Linked DNA regions of Zea mays: region 2 is linked to region 1. A link is a contact called in public Hi-C data. All regions are on one chromosome and are shown on one strand. Each heading gives the region's core, a stretch centred on a gene start, on an enhancer-like site or on the middle of the called end of the contact. The rest is flanking DNA. Distances are from core to core; before and after follow the strand shown.

What was found. Hi-C and Micro-C count contacts between places; a contact is called where the count stands out from the background.
Region 2: a contact with region 1 is called in a Hi-C map of bundle sheath, with 3 times the contacts expected there. The contact joins the promoter of LOC100276902 here to the promoter of LOC100501384 in region 1. A contact is called at or near these places in 3 of 25 Hi-C or Micro-C datasets (bundle sheath, endosperm and leaf).

The regions. Positions count from the first base shown.
Region 1 is chr6:11,892,520-11,899,795 of Zm-B73-REFERENCE-NAM-5.0, forward strand. LOC100501384 (MA3 domain-containing protein) reads right to left here and starts at 3,242. Exons shown (of 4, transcript XM_008650198.4): 1 at 3,017-3,242; 2 at 2,556-2,892. The coding sequence starts at 2,832.
Region 2 is chr6:12,090,812-12,098,087 of Zm-B73-REFERENCE-NAM-5.0, forward strand. LOC100276902 reads left to right here and starts at 4,773. Exons shown (of 3, transcript NM_001150601.2): 1 at 4,773-4,931; 2 at 5,067-5,197; 3 at 6,528-7,005. The coding sequence starts at 4,807. The coding sequence ends at 6,547.

The DNA.
Region 1 (7,276 bases), core at 1,992-4,491:
AATTTAGAAAGGCTTTTGGAGATGCTTTTACAAAGCTATTGTCATCAAATCGGGCCTAATCCCATCTATGTGTTGCCTTAGATCATAAGTAGTTAGTCAACAATGTCATGCATAAAATAAAATACTCGCAAGAACTAAACAACCGACACTCCATAGCATGCAACAGTGTCAGAAGGCACATGAGTTTTCAAAGTAGTATAGTCCAAAGTACGCATTGCACACTTGCATTTCATATCTTTGCACAACACACATGGAAATCACATGTAGGCTACATAAATAGTCGGCCGCATGCTATAAATGTTACATGTAGGCTGCATATGGCCATCCCTAATATGATAAACTAGATGTCAGGGCCAAAGGGGGCTGCGGCAAGGAGCAGCAGCAAGAAGCGCAGGTCAAAGGATAAGAAGATTAGTTGAGATTATCTAGGAAGGTCATCAGTTAGTAGTTTGTTGAGAGTTTTTAGGAGTGTTTTAAGGAAATAAGGATCTCTAACTAGATAAGGGTGGCCAGCTGGTCTATCTATGTAATCAATGGATGAGAAATAAAGTAGGCAAGAAATAGGAGAAACCCTCCTCTTGCTCGGCCATGGGCAGAGGCCCTGGCGTTCCTGCGCATCGATCCTCCCTCTCCAATGCCCTCTACGTATCTACTGTTCATTGGCGGGTACTGTTCCACAAGCAGCTCCAATCCCTCACCGAACTAGCAACCATAACACTAGATCTAACACATAGATGGATCCTTTTCTTGTTTCTTGAGTTGCAAGGACTACAATAAGCAGAATAAAGCTAAAGGAACATGGACATCCAAAGTACACCTGACAGGTGGTATTTTATAACAGCAAATTATGTTGATACATATCCTGCTTTCGCACAAGATATAACCATATTATGCATTCATGGTAGACCTGGAAGCAAACATGCTTCTAAACATATCCCTAATACACCATGTGAATATAAAACAGATTAAGGAAACCATGACTGAAAGACAAAAATGTAAAATTACATTATAACCTAAGTTTCTAAACAAAAAAAGGAAAGGTTGAAAGTAAGTCCAAAACAGCACTGCAGACCATGTTTTAATGTGCATAGATAGCTGGCAGTATCAAGGATGAATATTGTGATCAGTGACAACAAGAATTGACAATTAAATAAAGGCAATAGAAGCACATGCTATAAGATAGGTATGGATTTTCCACTCAGCCCACTTTTCGACATGCAGGTTGCACACACTTATGTGCAGTGTTCTTAAGGCAGTAAGGCGAGCAAATAAACATGATCACCACCTTAACGCCTAAGCGGCGCCTAGGCGAGCAAGGCGCCTAGAATTATCCGAGCGTCTGGACGCCTATGCGACGCCTTAAAAACACTGCATATGCGTAGACAAAGTCCAAATATCATCAGGTAAAATTGCCAACTGAAAGGAATGGAACAATTCTGAATGATTAGGTTCAAGTCAAAGAATGCTCTACAGAACCCCAATTAGGAGTTCAGGACACAATTTGCCAAACGAGATGATAGGTGATTGATAAGCAAAAACAAATGTAGTAGCCGTGCTTAATAAAAACAAATCACGTATAAAACATCCTACATGGCACACAGGAGCTACTTTCAGTGCGCCCTTGATTTAGCAGCTGGATTGTGCAAGGTGGTTCACATCATACCATCACACAGGAAAATTCAGTGGTTCAACTAACTGAAAGCTGGCTATCAGAACCAAGGGCACAATTTGCACTGTCAATTTTACTGTATCATATTTTGATCCAAGAAACAGTTTGTATAGTTACACAGAAATACGACAAAAGAGTATGTTGGCGACAGAAATAGCTAAAAGGGTGGCGAGTGAAGATAGAATGCACATACCCCAAATGAATTGGCCTTCCGATAGAAATCACTACACTGCCAAATATACAAATGGCATGGTCCAACTAAATCACTCCCTTATGTGGCTCAACCACCAGCTAATCCCCTATTGACAGCTGAGACTAGAAGTCAACCCGCACAATGAACAACCATTATGCATTCACAACCAACCTTCTACAGTTCTACATAACAAACATGTATATATAGCACAGAATATTTTAAACAGAGTGCTTATATACTTAACAGTTTCTGTTGGGCAGATATAAAACCAGCTAGAAAAACATCAATGTTTCTACACAACAATTCGCATCAATGCTACGTCTCTGCGTTAATAATGAGTCCACCATTTCACGAGCCACAAACTAGCAGGACACTAGAAATCCAGAGCTATATGCAGCAAGGAGACGCCTCGAAGAAGTATAGATCCTCCTAATAAACAAGCAGAGCTATATGAACGGAGCTGCTGGACCTACATCCGTAGCAACGTAAGCAAAAAATTTACATATATGACGCTGCAACCAGTATCGGCATCGCGCCCTGACCAATGCAAACAAGGCAGCATATTAATAATATGCAGCACACGAGTCACACAAACCATCTTATCCTATCTCCTGTCCTACACTCCTATCCTAAACAAGCAATCAAGGCGCTAAACATAGCAGGAGTGAACAGATCGGGGCTCCGCCACCTCACCTTTCTTCACCTTGATGGCCTTCCCGGAATGCGACCGGCGCACGTGCCTGGGCCCACCTCCGCCGCCGCCGCCGCCCCGGGCGGCGGCGGCGGCCGCGGCGGCGCGCTTCTGCTCCAGCATCTGCAGCTCGTACTGCTGCAGCAGCGCGGAGGTGGTGCCCCCCGTGGGCGAGCGCGGGGAGGCGAGCGACTGCGTCTCCGCGTTCTGCACCGCGATCCGCAGCTTCTCCCGCTGGTCCTGCGTCAGGAACCCCGCGTCCTTCCTCGGCGACGTCATCGCTCCCAGCCCTCCTCCTCGTCCTCCAGCACCACCACGGAGCACCACCGTCGTCACCACCTGCAGCAACAGCAACAAGCCCGCGCGCGTCAGCCGAGCCGGAATGGGGGGAGGCGCGGTTCGAGCGAGGCGGAGGAGGAGTGGAGGAGGCGGCGGCAGCGGAGAGGGTTTGTCCCGGCCGTACCTAGGGTTTCGGCCGCGGATCGAGCTGGCGCCCCCGAACCCGTGCGCGAGATTTGTGTGCTGGCGAGAGTGTTTGGATTGTTTTTCCCCCTTCTCGCACGGTCACTCACACCCCAGTCTCCTGCTGATGGTCTGGTTTTGTTTTCTCCGGGTAGAGAGAGAGAGAGCGCGAGAAAGGGGCAAGGGCCAAGGGGACGGCGATGCGAGTGTGACGGAAAGGATAGGACAGGCGAGGCGTGGCCGCGTGGCGTGGCTTTATACGGAAGAGTGCGTGGGGCGTGGGTCCGGCGCCACGGACCCGTTGCCGGCCCGCACGTCATTGAGACTGACATGTGGGCCCTATGCTCTTGCGTGGGAGTTAGGGTTTTGCTGCTCGGCGGGGAGAACGGGGTTGGGGATCGAGATCGTCTGCGGCGAGCGGAGCGGGCCGTCGGTGACCGGTGGTGTGGAGAGGCGGTGGCTAGGGAACACTTGGCGGGCTGTAACTGGATAGGGCAAAGGAGGCGGATGAGAATGACGCGTACGCACTCCGTAGGATTTTAAGTCAAGGTTGAGTCATCGTTCCGGACGTTTAATAATGGAGTGTTTGGTTTGAGGAATAATGTAGTCCATCATATTCTCACTCCTCACTTTTTTATTTGGTTTTTGGAATGGAGTGAGTTAATCCATCACCACCTCATTCTTTATAGTTAGTTGTTTAGTACTGTCGGCGTCATCATTCCCGGACGTTTAATAATGGAGTGTTTGGTTTGAGGAATAATGTAGTCCATCATATTCTCACTCCTCACTTTTTAATTTGGTTTTTGGAATGGAGTGAGTTAATCAATCACCACCTCATTCTTTATAGTTAGTTGTTTAGTACTGTCGGCGTTTCGACCCCGGGGGGTCCCTGGACCGACGAGTAAATTGTCGCTGCGTGTCCCAGCCCAGATGGGTCGGCGCGAGACGGGACACAAAGGGGGGAGAACAGTAAGGGGAAACCGCGGCCTTCGTGTTGTCCTGCGCCCAGGGCGGATGGATGCGCTTGCAGTAGGGGGTTACAAGCGTTCGCGTGGGAGAGAGAGAGCGAGAGCCTTATACGTCGGCCCGTTCTCCCGCGCGGCCAACCCTCTGTACGAGAGCCCTGGACCTTCCTTTTATAGACGTAAGAAGAGGGCACAGGTGTACAATGGGGGTGTAGCAATGTGCTAACGTGTCTAGCAGAGAGGAGCTAGTGCCCTATGTACATGACGTCGTGACTGTCGGAGAGGTGTTGCTGCCCTGTTCATGTGATGTCGTGGCCGTCGGAGGAGAGCTGGAACCCTGCGGAAGTACAGCTGTCGGGGCTGTCGGATCCTTGCTGACGTCTCCTTGCTGACGTAAGGGGCTGAGAGCTGCCGTCATCATGGAGCGTGCGGGGTGTCATCATTACTTGTTTACTGGGGCGAGCCAGATGGGACGCCGGTCTTGTTCCCCGTAGCCTGAGCTAGCTAGGGGCAGGGTAATGATGGCCCCCCTGGCGACGTGGCCGGTCCGGGCCCGAGTTTGGGCGAGGTGGCTGAAAGGGAAATGTGCCCTTGGGCCATTTCTAAGTATTTTGGTGATTTAGTGTCCAACACAAGTGCCTAAGTGTAAAAAGGTGGACAAAGTACAAATCAAGGATAAAGGTATGTTTCTCAGACTTAGTACATTGTTTTATGGACTAATGTATTGTGTCTAAGTGCTGGAAACAGGAAAAATCCAATTGAAAATGTCTTGGCTCGAGCAGCCAAGACTCTGCTCAATCTGGGAACACCGGACAGTGTCCAATGCGCCAGGCTGGCTCGAGCGAAGTGGCCGCTCTCGGGAATTCACCTGCGACGTACGACTATAATTCACCGGACTGTCCGGTGTGCACCGGACTGTCCGGTGAGCCAACGGTCGGCCGGGCCAACAGTCGGTCGCGCAATCTGCGCGGGACACGTGGCCGAGCCAACGGCTAGAAGGGGGCACCGGACTGTCCGGTGTGCACCGGACATGTCCGGTGCGCCAACGGCTCTCAGGCTGCCAACGGTCGACTGCGCCATTTTTGGAAGGAAATCGGGCACCGGACAGTGTCCGGTGTGCACCGGACTGTCCGGTGCGCCAGTCGACAGAAGGCAAGATCAGCCTTCCTAGAATGCTCTCAACGGCTCCTACCTGCCTTGGGGCTATAAAAGGGACCCCTAGGCGCATGGAGGAGCACACCAAGCATTCCTACAACATTCCTAAGCACCAAGACCTCGATTCCGCGCATTTGTTTCATTGTGATAGCATATAGAGCTCTAGTGGAGTTGTGAACTCATTGAGTTGTGTTGCGAGCTCTTGTTGCGACTTGTGTGCGTGTTGACACTCTGATTCTTGTGTCTTGTGTGCGTTGCTAATCCTCCCTTGCTCTGTGCTTCTTTGCGAACTTCAAGTGTAAGGGCGAGAGGCTCCAAGTTGTGGAGATTCCTCGCAAACGGGATTGAGTAAAGCAAGCAAAACACCGTGGTATTCAAGTGGGTCTTTGGACCGCTTGAGAGGGGTTGAGTGCAACCCTCGTCCGTTGGGACACCACAACGTGGAGCAGGCAAGCGTTGGTCTTGGCCGAACCACGGGATAACCACCGTGCCATCTCTGTGATTGATCTTGTTGGTTATTGTGTTTTGTTGAAGATTCCTCTCTAGCCACTTGGCGGTTATTGTGCTAACACTTAACCAAGTTTTTGTGGCTTAAGTTTTTAAGTGTTACAGGATCACCTATTCAACCCCCCCCCCCTCTAGGTGCTCTCAATTGGTATCGGAGCCGTTCTCTTCACAAAGGGACTAACCGCCCGAAGAGATGGATCCTAAGGGGAAGGGTATCGTGATCAACGATAAAGAGAAGGAATCTTTTGTCAACGAGCCGAAGGATGACAAGCCTACCGACTCGGGCTCGGGCCATAGACGGAAAGATGGGAAGAAGAAGAAGACAAGGCGCATCAAGGAGATTGTCTACTACGACGACAGTGACGAGTCATCTTCTTCCCAAAAGGACGACGACCACAACGACTACGAGAGAAGGAAACCGGTTAATTCGAACTTTTCTTTTGACTACTCTTGTATTCCGCAAAGTACAAATACTCATTTGCTCTCCATTCCACTTGGCAAACCTCCTCACTTTGATGGAGAGGACTACGGATTTTGGAGCCACAAAATGCGTAGTCACCTGTTCTCTCTCCATCCGAGCATATGGGAGATTGTGGAAAGTGGAATGAAGTTCGATAGCTCGAATAGTCCTATTTTCATTAATGAACAAATTCATAGAAATGCACAAGCCACTACTGTGTTGTTAGCCTCCTTGTGCAGGGACGAGTACCATAAAGTGAGCGGCTTGGACAATGCCAAGCAGATCTGGGACACCCTCAAGATTTCTCATGAGGGGAACGACGTCACCTTGCTCACCAAGATGGAGTTGGTGGAGGGCGAGCTTGGACGATTCGCGATGATAAGGGGCGAGGAGCCAACCCAAACATACAACCGGCTCAAGACCCTTATCAACAAAATAAGGAGCTACGGAAGCACGCGATGGACGGACCACGACGTCGTCCGACTGATGCTAAGGTCCTTTACCGTTCTTGATCCTCATTTGGTGAATAATATTCGTGAGAATCCCAGGTACACCAAAATGTCGCCCGAAGAAGTCCTTGGAAAATTCGTAAGCGGGCGAATGATGATCAAGGAGGCGAGGTACGTGGACGACGCGTTGAACGGTCCAATCCATGAGCCTCAACCCATTGCTCTCAAGGCAACAAGGAGCAAGGAGGCGTTACCTAGCAAGGTAGCGCAAGTTGAGGCGGCAGGGCTAAATGATGAAGAAATGGCCCTCATCATCAAGCGCTTCAAGACGGCGCTTAAGGGTCGCAAGGGACAGCCAAGCAAGACCAAGACAAAGGGGAAGCGCTCATGCTTCAAATGTGGTAAGCTTGGTCATTTTATTGCTAACTGTCCCGATAATGATAGTGATCAGGATCAAGGGAACAAGAGGGAGAATAAGAAGAACTATAAGAAGGCAAAGGGCGAGGCACATCTTGGCAAGGAGTGGGATTCGGATTGCTCCTCGTCCGACTCCGACAATGAAGGACTCGCCGCCATCGCCTTCAACAAGTCATCCCTCTTCCCCAACGAGCGTCACACATGCCTTATGGCAAGGGAGAAGAAGGTATGTACTCGAAACTCTACTTATACTTCTTCAAGTGAGGACGAATCTAGTGATGAGGATGAAATAGATTATTCATGTTTAT
Region 2 (7,276 bases), core at 3,523-6,022, 200 kb after region 1:
AGAGCCCTAGTCCTTCCTTTTATAGATGTAAGGAGAGGGCCCAGGTGTACAATGGGGGGTGTAGCAATGTACTAACGTGTCTAGCAGAGGAGAGCCAGAGCCCTATGTACATGCCTACGTGGCTGTCGAAGAGGTGTTGCTGCCCTGTTCATGTGATGTCGTGGCCGTCGGAGGAGCACTTGAGCCCTGTGGAAGTACAGCTGTCGGGGCTGTCGGAGCCTTGCTGACGTCTCCTTGCTTCCGTAGGGGGCTGAGAACCGCCGTCGTCATGGAGCACGCGGGGTGCCATCATTACCTGTTTTACCGGGGCGAGCCAGATGGGACGCCGGTCTTGTTCCCCGTAGCCTGAGCTAGCTAGGGTTAGGGTAATGATGGCCCCCTATGATGTGGTCGGTTCGAGCCCGAGGTCGGGCGAGGTGGTGGCTCCTCCGAGGTCGAGGCTGAGTCCGAGCCCTGAGGTCGGGCGAGGCGGAGACCGTCTTCCGGAGTCGAGGCTGAGTCCGAGCCCTGGGGTCGGGCGAGGCGGAGACCGTCTTCCGGAGTCGAGGCTGAGTCCGAGCCCTGGGGTCGGGTGAGGCGGAGTCCGTCTTCCGAAGTCGAGGCTGAGTCCGAGCCCTGGGGTCGGGCGAGGCAGAGTCCGTCTTCCGAGGTCGAGGTTGAGTCCAAGCCCTCGGGTCGGGTGAGGCGGAGACCGTCTTCCAGAGTCGAGGCTGAGTCCGAGCCCTGGGGTCGGGCGAGGCGGAGTCCGTCTTCCGAGGTCGAGGTTGAGTCAGAGCCCTGGGGTCGGGCAAGGCGGAGTCCGTCTTCCGAAGTCGAGGCTGAGTTCGAGCCCTGGGGTCGGGCGAGGCGGAGTCCGTCTTCTGAGGTCGAGGGTGAGTCCGAGCCCTGGGGTCGGGCGAGGCGGAGACCGTCTTCCGGAGTCGAGGCTGAGTCCGAGCCCTAGGGTCAGGCGAGGCGGAGTCCGTCTTCCGAGGTCGAGGTTGAGTCCGAGCCCTGGGGTCGGGCGAGGTGGAGTCCGTCTTCCGAGGTCGAGGTTGAGTCCGAGCCCTGGGGTCGGGCGAGGCGGAGCTTCCTATGGCGCCCGAGGCTGGACTTAGCTGCTGTCGGCCTCACTCTGGCGAGTGGCATAGCAGTCGGAGCAGGGCAGGCGACACTGTTTTCCTGTCAGGTCAGTCAGTGGAGCGGCGAAGTGACTGCGGTCAGTGCGGCCTTGTTGACTGAGGAGCGTGCGTCAGGACAAGGTGTCAGGCGATCCTTGCATTGATTGCTCCTGCGATACGGTCAGTTGGCGCGGCGATCTGGCCAAGGTTGCTTCTCCGTGAAGCCTGCCCGAGCTGGGCCTCGGGCGAGTCGAAGGTGCGCCCGTTGCTCGAGGAGACCCTCGGGCGAGGCGTGAATCTGCCTTGGTCTACTGTTCCTGCCCGAGGCTGGGCTCGGGCGAGACGAGATCGTGTCCCTTGAGTGGACGGAGCCTTGACCGGAATCGCGCCCATCAGGCCTTTGCAGCTTTGTGCTGATAGGGTTTACCAGCTGAGATTAGGAGTCTTGGGGGTACCCCTAATTATGGTCCCTGACAAATCTTTCTTTCCAAAGTTCTTTGTTCAGCCTCTGTTGAGTCAAAGATTCATATTTGGTTGCTGTAGGATCAATAGCTTTTGTCCATTTGTCCATGGGGCCTAATTTGTGAGGATCTGAACTTCCAACACAAGTCACTTCTTCTGATCCTCCAACCCTAGACACATGAACTTCCTCTCTAAGTTCTATCTCACGAACAGTCTTCATCTCCCTTTTCGTTTTTGCTCCATCTAGTGCTTTCTTGCACTTTTCTTGAGCCTCCAGCAACTTCTCTTTGGTGGTCTTAATGCCTTGGCATTTCTTCGCATTCTTTCCTTCCTGGGCGATATGTTGCTTCAATCGATAAACTCCTCCACACATTTGCTTGCCACACAGTATGCACTTTACCTTGTCCTTATTGTTTACATCAACAAGAACCCCATACTCCCATCCCACATCATCTGAATTTCTTCTAAGGACACTAACTCCCTCCGGTGCACTTGCAGTTTCTTCAGATTGACCTTCTGTCATCTGGGTTCAAGCCATCACATGTGAATAATAGAGGAGATGAGAGGAGAAAAGCAGGGGAGGAGGAACAATGGAACATACATACCTCTCTGTTCTCTGTCGGCAAAGAACATAGGACTTCTCTGTCGGTGAAGAAACAGGGGAGAGAAGCAAGCAGCAGGGAGTGGTCTCCGGCATCCGTGCAGGGAGGGGGTCTCCGGCGTCCGCGCAGGGAGGGGGTCTCCGGCGTCCGCGCAGGGAGCTCCGGCGTCCGGCGGAGAAGCAAGCAGGGGGTATCCCGTCTCCGGCGTCCGCAAGCAGGGGGTAAACCTATCGCGTCTTCCCTTTGCCTTTTGCGCCGCTCCCTTATCCCCTCCCGCGCGCGCTCTTCCCCTATCGCGCGCACTTTCCCGCGCGCTTTTCCAGCTCGCGCGCGCCCCACGCGCCTAGGGCCCGCCTCCGCGACCGCCTGGCCTCTGGGCGACGTGGAATCCACATGGAATCGACACTAGGTGCTGCCTAGGCGCTCCGATCGACTAGGAGGCCGACTACACCCCTAGTCCAGGCGGAAGGCCAAGGACTAGCGCCTAGGCGCGACGTAATCGGCGATTTTCAAAACCCTGCTAAAGTAAGGCATCTATAAAAATTGGATGCGCTCCATATAAATTATGCTACTTCGTAGCAATTACTAACGCTTAAAACCAACAAATAACCTTTCATTTTATTGTTAGTGTGACAAATCATTGTTGCCCCATCCAATTCAGCAACCTCAAACACCATGGAGTACATTGCACCAATGTGGTCTCAGAAATGACCTAATGCTTGCAAGAGCCAAGAACGCGGTGCCGTGCTTGAGCTGTAGCCTTGGCCCGTAGTGTTGGCCCGGTCCGACACGATTATATATTTTTATTTTACAAAAACGTATATTCATATATTCAATTTATATTCAATATTAAAAACATTTGAGCATGATGTTCTACTGGTTAGACAACTCTCGCCCTACCTTCTGCACCGTTTTTAACATTTTACGCTGATTTAATCAAATGGGCCGACGGGCTAACGGGCTGGCCCGGCACAGTCAGCAGGTCGGCATGACGTGTCTGGGCCAGAGTTGTGGCCCGTGGGCGTCTGGCCCGTGCCGGGTCGCCGTTTGACATCTATAGGCGTGCAGCGGATTAATTTGAAATAGATGTGAGGGGTTATTTGTAAAAAAATGACGCATGACGACCATTGAAACTGGTGCTTTGAGTATAGTATAGATAGTTAGGTCTTCACTATTAATATAATAGGAAGACTATAATTTCTCTCTCATAATTTTTTTATTCTTACATCTAAGTCGGCAATAAGTTTACAACCCGTCTTTTATCTCTCCCTCTCACCTTAGCATTTAGACATAAACCATATTTAAATACAATAGATTTAATAGTTTACTACTAAAATTAGTTGAAGATATCTAAAGAATCCAGCTAATAGTTCAGCTATTATCAAATTAACCAATGGTTAGCTAACTATTTGTTAGGTAACTAATTATACTAGCAAATTTTTAGCCAAATACTCTAGTGCATGACTGCATTCAAACACCTTCCTAGTATCTTGTTATACTTGAATACCATATCCCTGGTACCCTCCCAAAGGAAAAAAAACGGTAGTGCAAGCTCATGTATGGTGTGTTAGGTTTGTGGAGTCAATCTATGCTTCATGAGGTGATGCATCATAAGTTCATTCCATCAATTTTGGTGGAATCAACCCACTCCCATGTATATACTAATTATTAGGTTACGAGGAATGAGGTGGTGGTAAATCAACTCATTCTATTCCACAAACCAAATAAAAAAGTGAGGAGTGAGAAGGAGATGGATCACTTCATTTCTCAAACCAAACACACTCGTAGAGATAGGGGTGGTAATGGATCATGACCCTAATACTTGCTTCACAAACCAACAAAGCCCTTAATTTTGTTAGTTCAAAATTGTATTGTTTTATGATCTGGTCCTAACTTGATTCGATCCGTAAATTTGCTAGGCTAAATTAAATGGCCCGTTACTACCCCTACATAGAGAATCAAATCAATCAATCATAGATAGATTAAAAAAACCGAAAAAAGGATGTGCTGGATAATGGCCGGATTGGCGAACAGTGACTGGCACCGCGACCGCGAGACAGGGAGCGGGGGAAAACAAAAAAGAAAAAGTGGCGGAAAGCGGTTAGCCAGCTGCGCTGCCTGTCACTGTCGAAGCAAGAGCGAGGTGCTCTGCTTCCAGCTATCCATCAGCTAACAATGAGATGGAGGGACGAACAGACGTCGCCTTCAGCTTGAGGTCCAGGGCAATGGCTAGCTATGGGCTCCCCCAACTGCTCGTGCAAGCAACACTTACCTAATCCCTCTGGCTTTGTTTTCTCTGCCTATTTCGTTCCAACTCAAACAAAAAGGTGCCTGTCGTCGAAAATGAAACGGCAGGGGGAAGCTAAGTGGTGTACTGTTCTCGTCCTAGATGTTTATTCACAACCTTTTGTTCCTTTCTTTTGGAAAGTTTGTAGTCGTAGTTGTTTGTTCACAGCCTTTTGTTGCTTTGTTCCGATGTTTTGTTGCTATTGAGACCTTTGCAACTATTAAACTATGGGCCCTCTCGTATTATATGGGCCGCGTAGCAATTGGGCTCAGCCCATACGTCTCCAACTAAAGCAGAGCCTCAAGCCCTTTCGGTCGGCCCGCACCATCCCATCCTCCATCGCGAGAGACACCCCATGGCGTCCTTCTGCCGCGCCGCCGCCGCCGCCGGGGCGAGGTCAGCGGCGCTCCGCTCGAGGTCCCCGACGGCGAGACCGTTCTTGGCGGCTACGTCTCCTGTCGCGCCGCCACGCTTCCACAGGTCGCGCACAGCTCCCCTCCCCCACCCCCTCTGAATCCCTTGCCTGCTCTCGTCGTTCATTCAACTGTGTCTTCGCTCGAAGTGGCTCTCTGGAAGCCTGGAAATGTGAGCCTCTGTTCGTCCTTCCTGTCCCAGGCCCCTCGTGGCGGCGGCGGCGGCGCTGGCGAGTCTGGAGTCGCTCGTGCCGCTGCACAGCGCGGTGGCCGCCGCGCGGCTGCGGTCCTGCATCGCCGCCGGCTCCGCGTCCTGGAGCTGCCTCTCCCAAGGTGGACCCCTTAGCGTGTTTCCTTCTTTTTCTGTACTTTTGCAATTGGTTGGATTGGCGGATCCTTGTTGGTCAGTGATATTTCCGTTGCGGGTTCTGTGGTGATTCCCTATGCGTGCTGGAGTAGTCCTACTTTGTTCGCGTGAGAATTGAAATGTGTTGAATTGCACCTGCTGTTCATGAGATGGGGGATTGCATTTCAGAATGGTTTTTTTGTGTAAATTTTATTCCTTCCATAGGGATATAAAAGCTTAGACATCACATTAGTCTGGTACTCTGGTCTTGGAGGGCTGTATACAAATTCACTGGATTTACTCAAACAAACAACGGGCTGATAGGTTCGTCCTAAGTCAATCACTATTAACTTAACTTTGACCGATTATACCGGATATTTCATAAGATTTTACAACACAAAAGTAAGTTACTAGATTCATTATGGCTTGCACTACCATAATATGTAATTCATTTAGTTTAAAACAGTTTAAGCTTATATATATTGTTGGTTAAAGTTAAAATAGTTTGACTTAGGACAAACCCAAAACGACTAAATCCCATATAGACGGAGGGAGTACTATTTAGGATGGACAGTTGTTTTTAGGAACTGCTGTAGGAAACAACATCGTTTCAGCCACGTACAGAGTAGCTGTTATCTTGTATTGCCAACAAAGCAACACCATTCTAATTACTGTTTTGCTATCACCCTGATAGGTTTGACCAAGCGCATCTGACCATGGCTAGGGCCAAAAAAAATGCTAAAGAGACTGGCTCATGCACTAGTGCATCACTATTTCATGTTTCAGTATCTTTGTGTTGTTCTGTAAGGGTTATCTGTCAGCGTTCAGATCTGATTCCGTTACTCGATGGAGTAACCGAGATGCGTTCCAGATCCTTAAAATTGTTGGTGATTATGCATTGGCTATCTTTGCTGCGATCTTACCGTTATATCATTTGATCGTTTTACGTGGGGTGTTCTTAACCGTGCTATCGCCTATCGGTACCGAATCCATTGCCAAATAAATATGGCAAACTGCATTGCTGAAGAAGTGATGCACACTAGAATTTGGTGTGGTCCTTTTTACAACTTTCAAAGAAGGGGTATACTCCGTTATAGTCTAGCTTATGTATTCTTATGTTGAGGCATTTATTTTTACAACTTCCAAGGAAGGGGTATACTTCATTAGCCTTTGCTCATCATCTTTGCCCACACCGTACCAATGGGCCTATATTTTCAGATATCTGAAACTGAAGCATCCTTTTGCCAGTTTTGTGATTATGATGACCAAGGCCCCCTCTGATCGAGCTTTCTTTTGTTTGCAAAAACATTGCAATAGATTTTGCTCTACCTCGGTAATGAAGGTTGAAGAAGGCGATCAGTTCAGACGGGGCTGCCAAGTTCCCATCCGTCTACACTTGACGCTCCCAGCCCCAAGCTCCAAAAGCTCTTGGCTGCCAGCAGTTCTAAGTGACGTTAGCGCTTTTGGTGTGTGTGATGATGGTTCTACGCGTGGTTCTTGCAGATTTAAACATTTGTTTCGTTCTTGGTGCTTAGCAAATATGCATCGTCAGACTAACAATCAGTTACATAGCTAGTGTTGATGCTTGTGTAACAAAGATGAATCTGTTGGAGCTGCTAGGGTGCCAAAGGTGGGGTCCCCTATTCGGCAGAGCTCTGGCAGACGGTAAATTCTATGAATCGATTCGTTTAGGCTTTGTTCGGTTATTTCAATTCTATGTGGATTAGAGTGTATTGCAATAGATTGGCATGGATTTTGACTTATTATGGTTTTAAACCGATTCAATACCATCCAATCCACATGGTTTAACGGTGAAACGAATAAGCCCAGGTGTATCTGTGGGAGTTGAGAATTCGGATGTCACTATTTACCATATTTTAAATTGAATATGAATATGTATATTATTGGATAAAATACAAAATGAATACATCGAATTCGGGTTCGGATACTCACATAACTTGGAACATAGTATCATAATGATTATCAATTTGTTTTACAGGTAGATCTATAGTTGATAAAAAAATCATGTTACAAGTAAACTATAAGCATAGCACATAGATACATTA